Regions from separate parts of the Mus musculus genome. Here region 1 is linked to region 2. A link is a contact called in public Hi-C data. All regions are on one chromosome and are shown on one strand. Each heading gives the region's core, a stretch centred on a gene start, on an enhancer-like site or on the middle of the called end of the contact. The rest is flanking DNA. Distances are from core to core; before and after follow the strand shown. Region 1 overlaps Map1b (microtubule-associated protein 1B). Region 2 overlaps Mrps27 (mitochondrial ribosomal protein S27).

Region 1 (4,712 bases), core at 1,203-3,702, 70 kb before region 2:
CTGAGAGCAGTCAGTCTCCACAGACGATTAGGAACCTTCTACAATCAGAACTGAACAAAGCAAATCAGCTCTTGGTAAAAGACAACAGAGAAGTGAACTTTCTTTCACGAGAGTTTAGGAATTAGTCAGAACGGAGTTTGCTGGTCATTTATGCCTGCTTTCTTCTTTGGAGTCCTTTGAAGCCTCTTTGGAATCTAGAAAGAACAAAACCATCCAGGATCCAGTAGATGGCAGGCACATTGTTAGCTTGGGCCATCTTTTTTTCTGGGTTGTGTGTGCACAATTATCTGTTGGCATTGGCCATCTGCTGTTATACTGCTGGTAGACTCCATTACACCAGTGATTTAACTTGGGCCCTGGAGAAAGCTGCCTTCTCCTTTAGCCAGGAAATTTGCCATTGGTGGATTTTAGAGGAAGCTTCCAACATATCAGCTGATGAAAATAAAAAAGGAAACCTTTGTAAGGATTCAACAGGAACTTTGGGGGCCCCAAGAGTTATAGTATTTCATATTAAATTGGAATCTAATTATAAGGGGATCACTTTCCTGGGACTAAAGAAGATGAGATGTGGTACTTACTCGTGATTTTTAACTTGAGATGTGGGAAGGTGTCTGTCACACAGAGCCTCTGTCCACAAGAAACTGTTTCAGCTGGGAGAGGGTGGGGCTCCTTCAGAATTAAACTCAACTGGCACTTTAACCTTCCCCTGTCTTTAGCTATTGTCCTTTATAATACAACAGTGTAAGTCTGGGGATTTTAAAAAAAGATTTACTTATTTATTTTATGTATATGAATGCTCTATCTGCATGTATAGTTACACGCCAGAAGAAGACATCAGATCACATTACAGATGGTCATGAACCACCATGTGGTTGCTGGGAATTGAACTCAGGACCTCAAGAACAGCAAGCAGTCAGTGCTCTTAACTGCTGAGCCATCTCTCCAGCCCTGAGTTTGGGGATTTTACTGGGGGGCAGCAAAATGTGTCTTTGAATTGAATCAGGGAAGGCATCTTAGCAATTTCTCCGTTCCCTCTCTCTGTTTCCAGTTCCAGTTCCAGCATAAATGGGAATCTGCAAGCCGTTAGAAAGATGCTCTTATTGTGGATTAGGGGTGAGGCCCAAGGGGAGGTTCTCAGCGTGTGTTAGGAACTAAATAAATCCTCCTTAACCCAAACACGTCCTGTAGCCACTTCCTGGCTATTTTTGAAAAGACATAAAAGCGAATCGCATCTTTAATCAAGAGCTGTGGTAGCATTAGGTCTTTTACTACATGTTATATTTTTCTGTGAGCCTATACTTATTTGCCCAGCTAGAAATAGCTGGAGTTATTTAAACAATCATGACACTTATCTAAACAACGATTGTAGGCTGGAGTCGACTCCCTGATTACACTCTTTAGAAATAGTCCTTTATTTTTATTTGTGCTCTTTTGAGGTAGGAAGAGTTTGTCAATGTCCCTGTGATTGTTCCGTTGTATCAATGTAGTAGTCTAAAGATGTAATCATTTTATTCTGTATCATCCTTGAGATAAATATAGAGCGTCTCAAGGACTGGTGAAGCTGGGTATGGTGACGCTACTGCAGCCCCAGCACCGAAGGCTAAGGGAGGGTTGTGGTTGTGAATTCAAGGTCTGTTGAGGCTACACAGCAGAGCCCTGTGTCAGTACTCCTCACCCCCGAAATGACCTCTTAGCACTCTGAAAGCAGAGAACAGGGCAAGCAGCAGGACTCCCTCCCTTTCTACTACAAGGTCAAGGGTCCTGGGAGACTGTCTTCTCATCTTAAAGAGAAAATCAGACTGACCATGAGAAAACCAGGCTGACCGTGAAAATCAGTGAAGGCTCACTTGTCCTGTCACAGTGTCACCTAAACAGGGAACAGGTCTAGCCTTGGCCCTGAGAAAGATGGGAGATTTTTTTTTAAGTCAGAAAACCCAGGAGCACAGATCCCATTTGTATCACACAGCTGTTGAGAGATGCCCTTGGGCCTGGGCAACACAGTGGCCCTGTAAGGGAAACTGAAGCTTTCCCTAAAGTATTGAGACTCCATATTTAAGAACTCCAGGTCAGGGGAAAAGAAGAGCCAACCTTTTGTCAGCCAAAGCATTTGGCCCAGTGGTCTTGTGTGTGCCACAAGGAAAGGAACACTTTGGTGGCAGGTTTACCAATCACTCAATTTCCCTGTACCTCACTATCTCCATCAGTACAATGAAACTCCAGTAGAACTGATGTTACAATATGCAGAGAATAATAACCTGTCAGGAAATGGCAGCTGTCGTGGCCCTTAGAAATATTACCTACCTACAGCAGAAGGGACAGAGAAGGGAACAGGGAGGAGGCATGTGATGTCCTTAAAGGGCGTGTGTGTCTCTAAGCCCCCTCTTTTCTATCCTCAGCTCACATTGATCCTGTTAATGATGTGAGAGAAGATGGGGGGAGGGGTGTTGTCAGAACTGAGATGGAGCTCAGATCCTCCAGACAAGCTGGTGCTCCCATGCAGAGAGCCTCTGGACTGAGGCAGTGTGGTGAGCATGCCACGCCCTCTGAGGCACTAAGTCTGGCACTGGAGCACTAATAGACTGTGATCAGGAAGGCTGAAGGCCACCTAGTCACACTGTGTGGAGAAGGAGGATGACCAAGTTAGTGGCAGCAATTTTTCCCTGTGAAAAGCATTGTTAATGTGATAATTTAAAGACCTTAAAAAAGATTTATTTATTTATTTACTTATTTTATGTATATGGGTACACTGTTACAGTCTTCAGACACACCAGAAAAGGGCATCAGATCCCATTACAGATGTTTGTAAACCACCATGTGGTTGCTGGGAGTTGAACTCAGGACCTCTGGAAGAGCAGTCAGTGCTCTTAACCACTGAGCCACCTCTCTAGGCCCCTAAAGACCTTAAAAAAAATCAGGGGGGAGGGGAGGGCCTGGGGGACTTTTGGGATAGCATTTGAAATGTAAATGAAGAAAATACCTAATTAAAAAATAAATTAAAAGATTCACATAAATGGAAAAAAAATCCCCTCAGAGCTAACTAAAGGAACTAACTTGACAAATCTTTGAAGTAAGGGCTCTGAGACCAGTGGACGGCCCTTTTCTCTTTCTCCCCATTTCTCTGACTCTTCAGAGGAGAGGTGGATATAAAATGCGTTTACATGCTGGAAAAGAAAGTTAACCCCAAACCAAAAACAAATAAACAACAAAAAAAAGCTCTTTATAAATACCTTGCTGCCTGTTCCCTGCGGCTACAGCTCACTACATCACTCTGGGTGTCATTTTGACGTATTTCTAAGGAAATAGAGTTTTGTTTATAGAATTTTTGCTTCATCGTGTCAGTTCTCTCGCCTCTGCAAGCCTCGGGTATTTCCTGCTTGTTTACAGGTGAGTGATCTGAATTGGGTAAAGATATGAACTCATCACCGTTAAAAACCCCCTCCCTTTCCACTTAAGACCCTTTACCTGTTACGAATGCACATGGGTGGGATATTAATTATAGCACAGCAGGTATTGCTGAGGGGAGACTGTCACCTAGCTCAGAGCCATCTTGTGAGTTGTGTGGTACTTTGTCGTCCATCTGATGCAGATTGTCACACGGAGTCTCTGAAAACCAGAACCAAAGCATGGTGCGTCACAGAAAGATACTAAAAGTTGCTTATTAAGATCTCCCTTTAAAGATTTATTTTTATTTTATATGTATAGAAGAGTGTTGTGCCTGTATCTATGTCTGTTCATCGCTAGTATGTTTGGGACCCTCAGAGGCCAGGAGAGGGTGTTGGATCCTCTGGAACTGGGGTTATAGACAGTTACTAGCTGCCTAACATGGGTGCTGGGAACCAAACTCTGTTCCCTTGCAAGAGCAGTTAGAGCTCTTAGCTGCTGAGCCATTTCTTCAGCCCCTTGAAATAGTTTAGAAAGTAGGCAATTATGTTTTCTAGCTGTTCCTTTTCCAAAAGAACGGCCAGACAAGTGGCCAGCTCTAAAGCCAACAGCCTCAGCCAAGTGGATGAGAGCCCATGTTTTGGCCCTCCTGACTCACACCAGTAACCTAAGAGTTGAATTTGAACTTCTCTTGCAGCCCGGCTGTGGCTTCCAGGGAGGAATTGGAGAAATATCTAGATTAAGAATCAAAGACATCTTTCATGCTGCTTGGGGTGCTGTCACTAATTGAAGGTTCCCATTGCCGTGCGATAGAAGGCAGGGGTAGGGGGGAGGTGTCCCATCCCAGAGGGTAAAAGTTTCCAGGTCATGTAGAAGTGACCTTAGCCTCCGCAGTGGCTGTGCTGGACACCGTGAGGATCTGGATACACACACCTGACTTCAGTCTGCCACTGGAGAACCAGCCTTTCTGAACCTTAATGACTTTGTCTGTGGCAAACTGAATTATTTTTAACATAAGGAGTAGATTAATCTGGCAGCTGTATTTCTTTACGTTTTGCTAGTCCCCAATAACTACACAGAAAAACCAAGATTTATTTCAAGCTGTACAACCCCATATGCTAATCTGGCTACTTCCTAGTCATGAACCCACGATACTTGCATCCTACTATTGATACTTGCATCCTACTATTGATACTTGCATCCTACTATTGATCTTACATCCTACTATTGATCTGGCTCTTTGGGTTTTTTCCTTGCTGTCTTCTCAGACCCTCTCCTCCTGGTGATCTGAAACTCCACCCCCCACTCTTTCCCGGGGCTGGTGGAAGCCT
Region 2 (4,588 bases), core at 1,289-3,788:
CCGGCAAACTGCGCAAATATAGAAAAGATGGACAACGCCGCTCAAATAACCCTGGCCCTGCTGTGCGCAGGGCAGTGGAAGGCAGCCTGCAGCTCAGCCTCTGTGGCTGTGCACTTCTTGGAGGAAGGAGGAACACAGGAGGGGATGGAAGGAGCATGCGCAGTCCAGCTCTCACTCTGACTCTATGGTTAGCACCCACGCAGAAGAGATCGCTGTCCCCAGTGCTAACTGGGGCTGTCAGAGCTTTCTAGAAGCCCAACCACGGGTAAGCCAACAGCAGGAGCTGAGACTCGTCCTCTCGGCCCAGCAGGTCTAAGCAGTATGGAACTGCCCAGCAGTATGGAACTGCTCAGCAGTATGGAACTGCCCAGCAGTATGGAACTGCCCAGCAGTATGGAACTGCCCAGCAGTATGGAACTGCCCAGCAGTATGGAACTGCCCAGCAGTATGGAACTGCCCAGCAGTATGGAACTGCTCAGTCACCTGGTTTACTGCTCACCCAAGGCTACAGCACCAAGAGGCAGAGAGCAGAATCACGGCTTGTCAGTCAGACAGGGGTCCAAAAGCCTAGGTCACCTTTGATTTCTTAGAAGGTAAGGGAAGTCACTTAGAAGAGATCATCAAAAGGGAAAGGAAAAGGAAAAGGAGAAGGAGGAGGAGGAGGAGGAGGAGGAGGAAAAGGAAAAAGAAAAAGACCAGAGTGCGACTTTATAGTTATTTATGACCAACTGAATCATTTAATCAAAAACAACAAAACAGTGGGCTCTGGCTGTCCTTCCACAGGCATCAAATGACTCATTATCTTACAATGGCAAAGCGGCCACCCTCACCAGTCTTTAGGATCAACTACAAATGCTGCAGGCCTAAAGCACGGTGCCGGGGCCCACAGCCCTGCAGCAGCTAACACTTAGCTACAGCACAGGCTCTGCACACGGATGAGCAGGCTTTCCACATGGTTTCCCTGATTCTATGAGCCACCAGCCAAGCCTAGGCATACACACACTTGCCAGTTCCCAGTAGGTTCTGTATTCTGTGGCAACAGGCATTCCAGATGGGACTCTCGGCCTCTAAGTGAGGCAGACGTGGAGGAGGGGCAGTAGAGAAGGCTGCCAAGGAGAAGATTCGGCCAGTTCCATGGACTGTGGTGTGGAGTGTGAATCAATTCATAATGCCAAGCTTGCAGTTATCAAAAGGATCAAGCACTTCCACTAAAAGCTAGTGTGTGACTGACCCACTGATTCAGTTGTCACTGCCCTCTTTCTTATCCTAAAAAGGCAATTAGAAAGATAATTACTTTCTTTTCTATCCTGCAGGAAATTCTGCTTTCAGAATTGTTAATTTCAGAATTCACAATCTTCGATGATTCTTTCAGTTATCACAAATACAAAATGGAAATATCACTACTACAGATTAAAATTCCTTTGTTGCTTGAGATCCCACATTTTATGCTTATGGAAGTTTCAGTTAATTTAACTTTCAATAAACATATGGTGAAGCTCTATTAAATGAATGTACTATGTTTTAAAAGATGTCTCCCTATCCCATTACCAAAGGCTAATACAAAGCCTGGACGTGAACACCTACAATTTACTAGCTACCCCTAGTAGATGAAATAAATGTAAGTGATTAGATATCTAGGTGGGTTTCTGAGTTGGGTTTACAGAGCTGTGATGCTCGAAGCCTGAAGTTCCAATCTTTCATTACCACTGTAACCTGACAGATGACACCACAATGAAGACACAAGTGACTTCCATTATCTGAGAAGTCACCTTTGCAGTATATAAGAGAAAAAAGTCCCCTTTGCAGTATAAAACACCGTGAGAGGAAGGCTCTGATGGCAAATGGGACCTGGGTCACTATAGTGTAGGTTGCAGATCTACATTTCTAAATCCAGGAGACAGATAACACACCCATGAAAAGACTATCCATCAGTAGTGGCCCTGTGTGAGGTACAATGACCCAAATTCCACCCCTGCTGGTCTAACAATACCTCTAACTCTAGTCTGGACATAAAACCTCCCCTCGCCTCCCCCACCCCCCGCCCAATACAGAAAAATATTAACTGTAGTCAGACTGTGTGCTACTTCGGCTCCTTCTTTCATGAGACCTAAGGGAGCCATTCAGAACAAAGTCTGTTGTTCTTTGATACTGAGTTTATCTGCTTCCAAAAGTCAGTGTGATTGACCAGACCAGGGAATTATGGGGAGAGAAAAAAAAATATTTATGCTGTGATTACTGATGCTCTTGATGGTGTCCCCAAAGAAGAAACACTTCTGTCTCTTTGGCCATCAATTGGAATTGCACCAGGAACCACTCTGGAGACTGTTACACAGGCCTGCTCACAGGTTAGCTTTAAGTACCCTGGAAGCCTGAGGGGGAAGCTAAAAGGAGAGGGTTTCTGGGTAGGTGAGGCAGCAAGCTAAGGAAAACTGGATCCTGGAACTAATCTTTATAAAAGCAAAGGGCTCTAGACAAACACTACAAAGTCAAGAAAGGTGGAACTAAGGCAGGAAACCCACACACTGATTAGTCATGGCTACACAGGAATAACTCTGAGGAAGGGGAAGGGAGACAGAAGGCAAAGAAAGTCAGCAGGATTAGCGGTCTGACTGACTGGAGAGAGGTCAGTGTTTCCAGAGACTCTCAAGCAGGCAGGGTCTGTGTGCCGCAGCGGAGGAGGAGATGAGGCACACGGTTGCAATGGCACAGAAGCCGGCGCGGGCGGGCAGACCTGACGTGGCTGCGGGGGATTACAGATGTCTTCGGCCATTTCTGAGGGGGAGAAGGTTCAGCACTAATCTGGGTTTCTTAAGAACCTGACTTTTTTCTCTCAGATACAGAAGAAAAGCATCTCTCAGAGCTCGCAGCATACTGATTCTCCCAGGGTGTAGCAGAGCCAAATCCCTGAGGATTTATTTTCCTCTAGCATGAAAGGAAGACTGGACTCGTTTTCAGCCTCACTATCCAGTCAGAGTCACACTATTTTTGTAACTACCAACCTCTCCTATTTCCCCCAATAAACTTTTAGCCCCCCCCCCCACTAAGCTCTTAGGCTCCCCCTCAACACACACAAAGCTCTTAGGCACCTCTCTCTCTTTCTCTCTCTCTTTCTCTCTCTCTCTCTCTCTCTCTCTCTCTCTCTCTCTCACACACACACACACACACTAAACTCTAAGGCTCTTTCACAGGCAGGAGACATGTCATCTCTTACTGCAAAGTCTTAGGTACTTAAGGATGTGGCGACAGTGGCTAGGCACACTAGGGTTTACCAATGCAAATATATATGCTGACACCTGTGAACATTGTGCGTATGGAAACAGCCTCCACTGCCATTTGTGAACATTGTGCGTATGGAAACAGCCTCCACTGCCATTTGTGAACATTGTGCATATGGAAACAGCCTCCTCGGACAGTTTTGAGTACCATCCTGCCTATAGTCAGCTGAAGCCAGGAGGAAACACTGCCTTTTTCCTACAAAGCAGGAGGAGATCCCCCTCGTGGCAGAGGAAGCACAGTAACAGGAAAACCACCCTTCCTTCTTCCTTCCTCCTTCCTCCCCTACTGCTTCCTTTGCACAATCCACAGAAGAAGGGTGACAGGATTCTGCCTTAGGGAACAGAGGTGCTGGCAGGGATGAACCAAAAGGAATGCTGGCAGAAGACAGGGTTCAAGGGTTCAAAGAACCCTCTTAAACTTTTAATCAAAACCACTCAGGCTCTTTGACACTGAACAATGCTTTAAAAGGGCTTTCCCTGGAACAAAAAGAAGAAATCACACCCAAAAGAAGTAGATGGAGAGAAATAATCAAACTCAGAGCTGAAATCAATAAAGTAGAAACAAACAAAACAAAAAACCCAAAGAATCGATGAAATAAAGAGTTGGGATTTTTTTGAAAAAAAAAAATCAATAAAATTAACAACTCTTATTCAAATTAACTAATAAGAGAGAGAATATCCAAATTAAAAAAAAAAAAGAAATGAAAAGGGGACATAACAACAGACACAGAAATCCAGAGAATCTTTTTTTTTTTTTTTTTTTTTGGTTTTTCGAGACAGGGTTTCTCTGTGCATCCCTGGCTGTCCTGGAACTCACTCTTTAGACCAGGCTGGCCTCAAACTCAGAAATCCGCCTGCCTCTGCCTCCCGAGTGCTGGGATTAAAGGTGTGCGCCACTACCGCCCAACTAGAAATGCAGAGAATCTTAAGGGCGCACGTTAAAACTGTTTTACCGGCGGCAGCGATCTACTGTATAAACGAACTGAAAGACAAAAACACAGGATCACCTCATTAGATACTGAAATGCCTTTCACAAAGTCCAACACTCCTTCATAATAAAATTCCTGGAGAAACTAGAGACATGGGGACATACCTCAACATAAAAAGGACATTTACAGCAAGTCCACAGCCAACATCAACTTAACTAGAGAGAAACTCAAAGCAATTCCACTAAGATCAGGAACAAGACAAAGCTGTTGATGTGGAGAGCTGTGCATGCTAGGCAGATGCTTGGGCCTGAGGACATCCTTAACTCATGGCAGAGATGACAGGGACATCAGAGCCTGCAAGCTGGCACCTAAAACTTAAAGTAA

Evidence for each region. Hi-C and Micro-C count contacts between places; a contact is called where the count stands out from the background.
Region 1: a Hi-C map of rod photoreceptor shows a contact between it and region 2, with 1.7 times the contacts expected there. The contact joins two enhancer-like sites. A contact is called at or near these places in 7 of 484 Hi-C or Micro-C datasets (the HPC-7 cell line, the N1E-115 cell line, embryonic fibroblasts and 4 more), 1 of 115 datasets of contacts at active chromatin or transcription factors (embryonic stem cells) and 2 of 9 other capture datasets (adipose tissue and pancreatic islet).

Annotation. Positions count from the first base shown.
Region 1 is chr13:99,464,046-99,468,757 of GRCm38.p6, reverse strand. The region is part of intron 2 of Map1b (microtubule-associated protein 1B); the gene reads left to right. Among named protein-coding and RNA genes, the nearest start is that of Map1b, 50 kb to the left of the region's middle. Within about 2 kb of position 2,452, at least 10 of the 459 cell types and tissues checked have an H3K27ac peak or open chromatin away from gene starts, as enhancers often do. A contact at or near this core is called in rod photoreceptor, where this site is marked.
Region 2 is chr13:99,393,836-99,398,423 of GRCm38.p6, reverse strand. The region is part of intron 4 of Mrps27 (mitochondrial ribosomal protein S27); the gene reads right to left. Among named protein-coding and RNA genes, the nearest start is that of 6430562O15Rik, 17 kb to the left of the region's middle. Within about 2 kb of position 2,538, at least 21 of the 459 cell types and tissues checked have an H3K27ac peak or open chromatin away from gene starts, as enhancers often do. A contact at or near this core is called in rod photoreceptor, where this site is marked.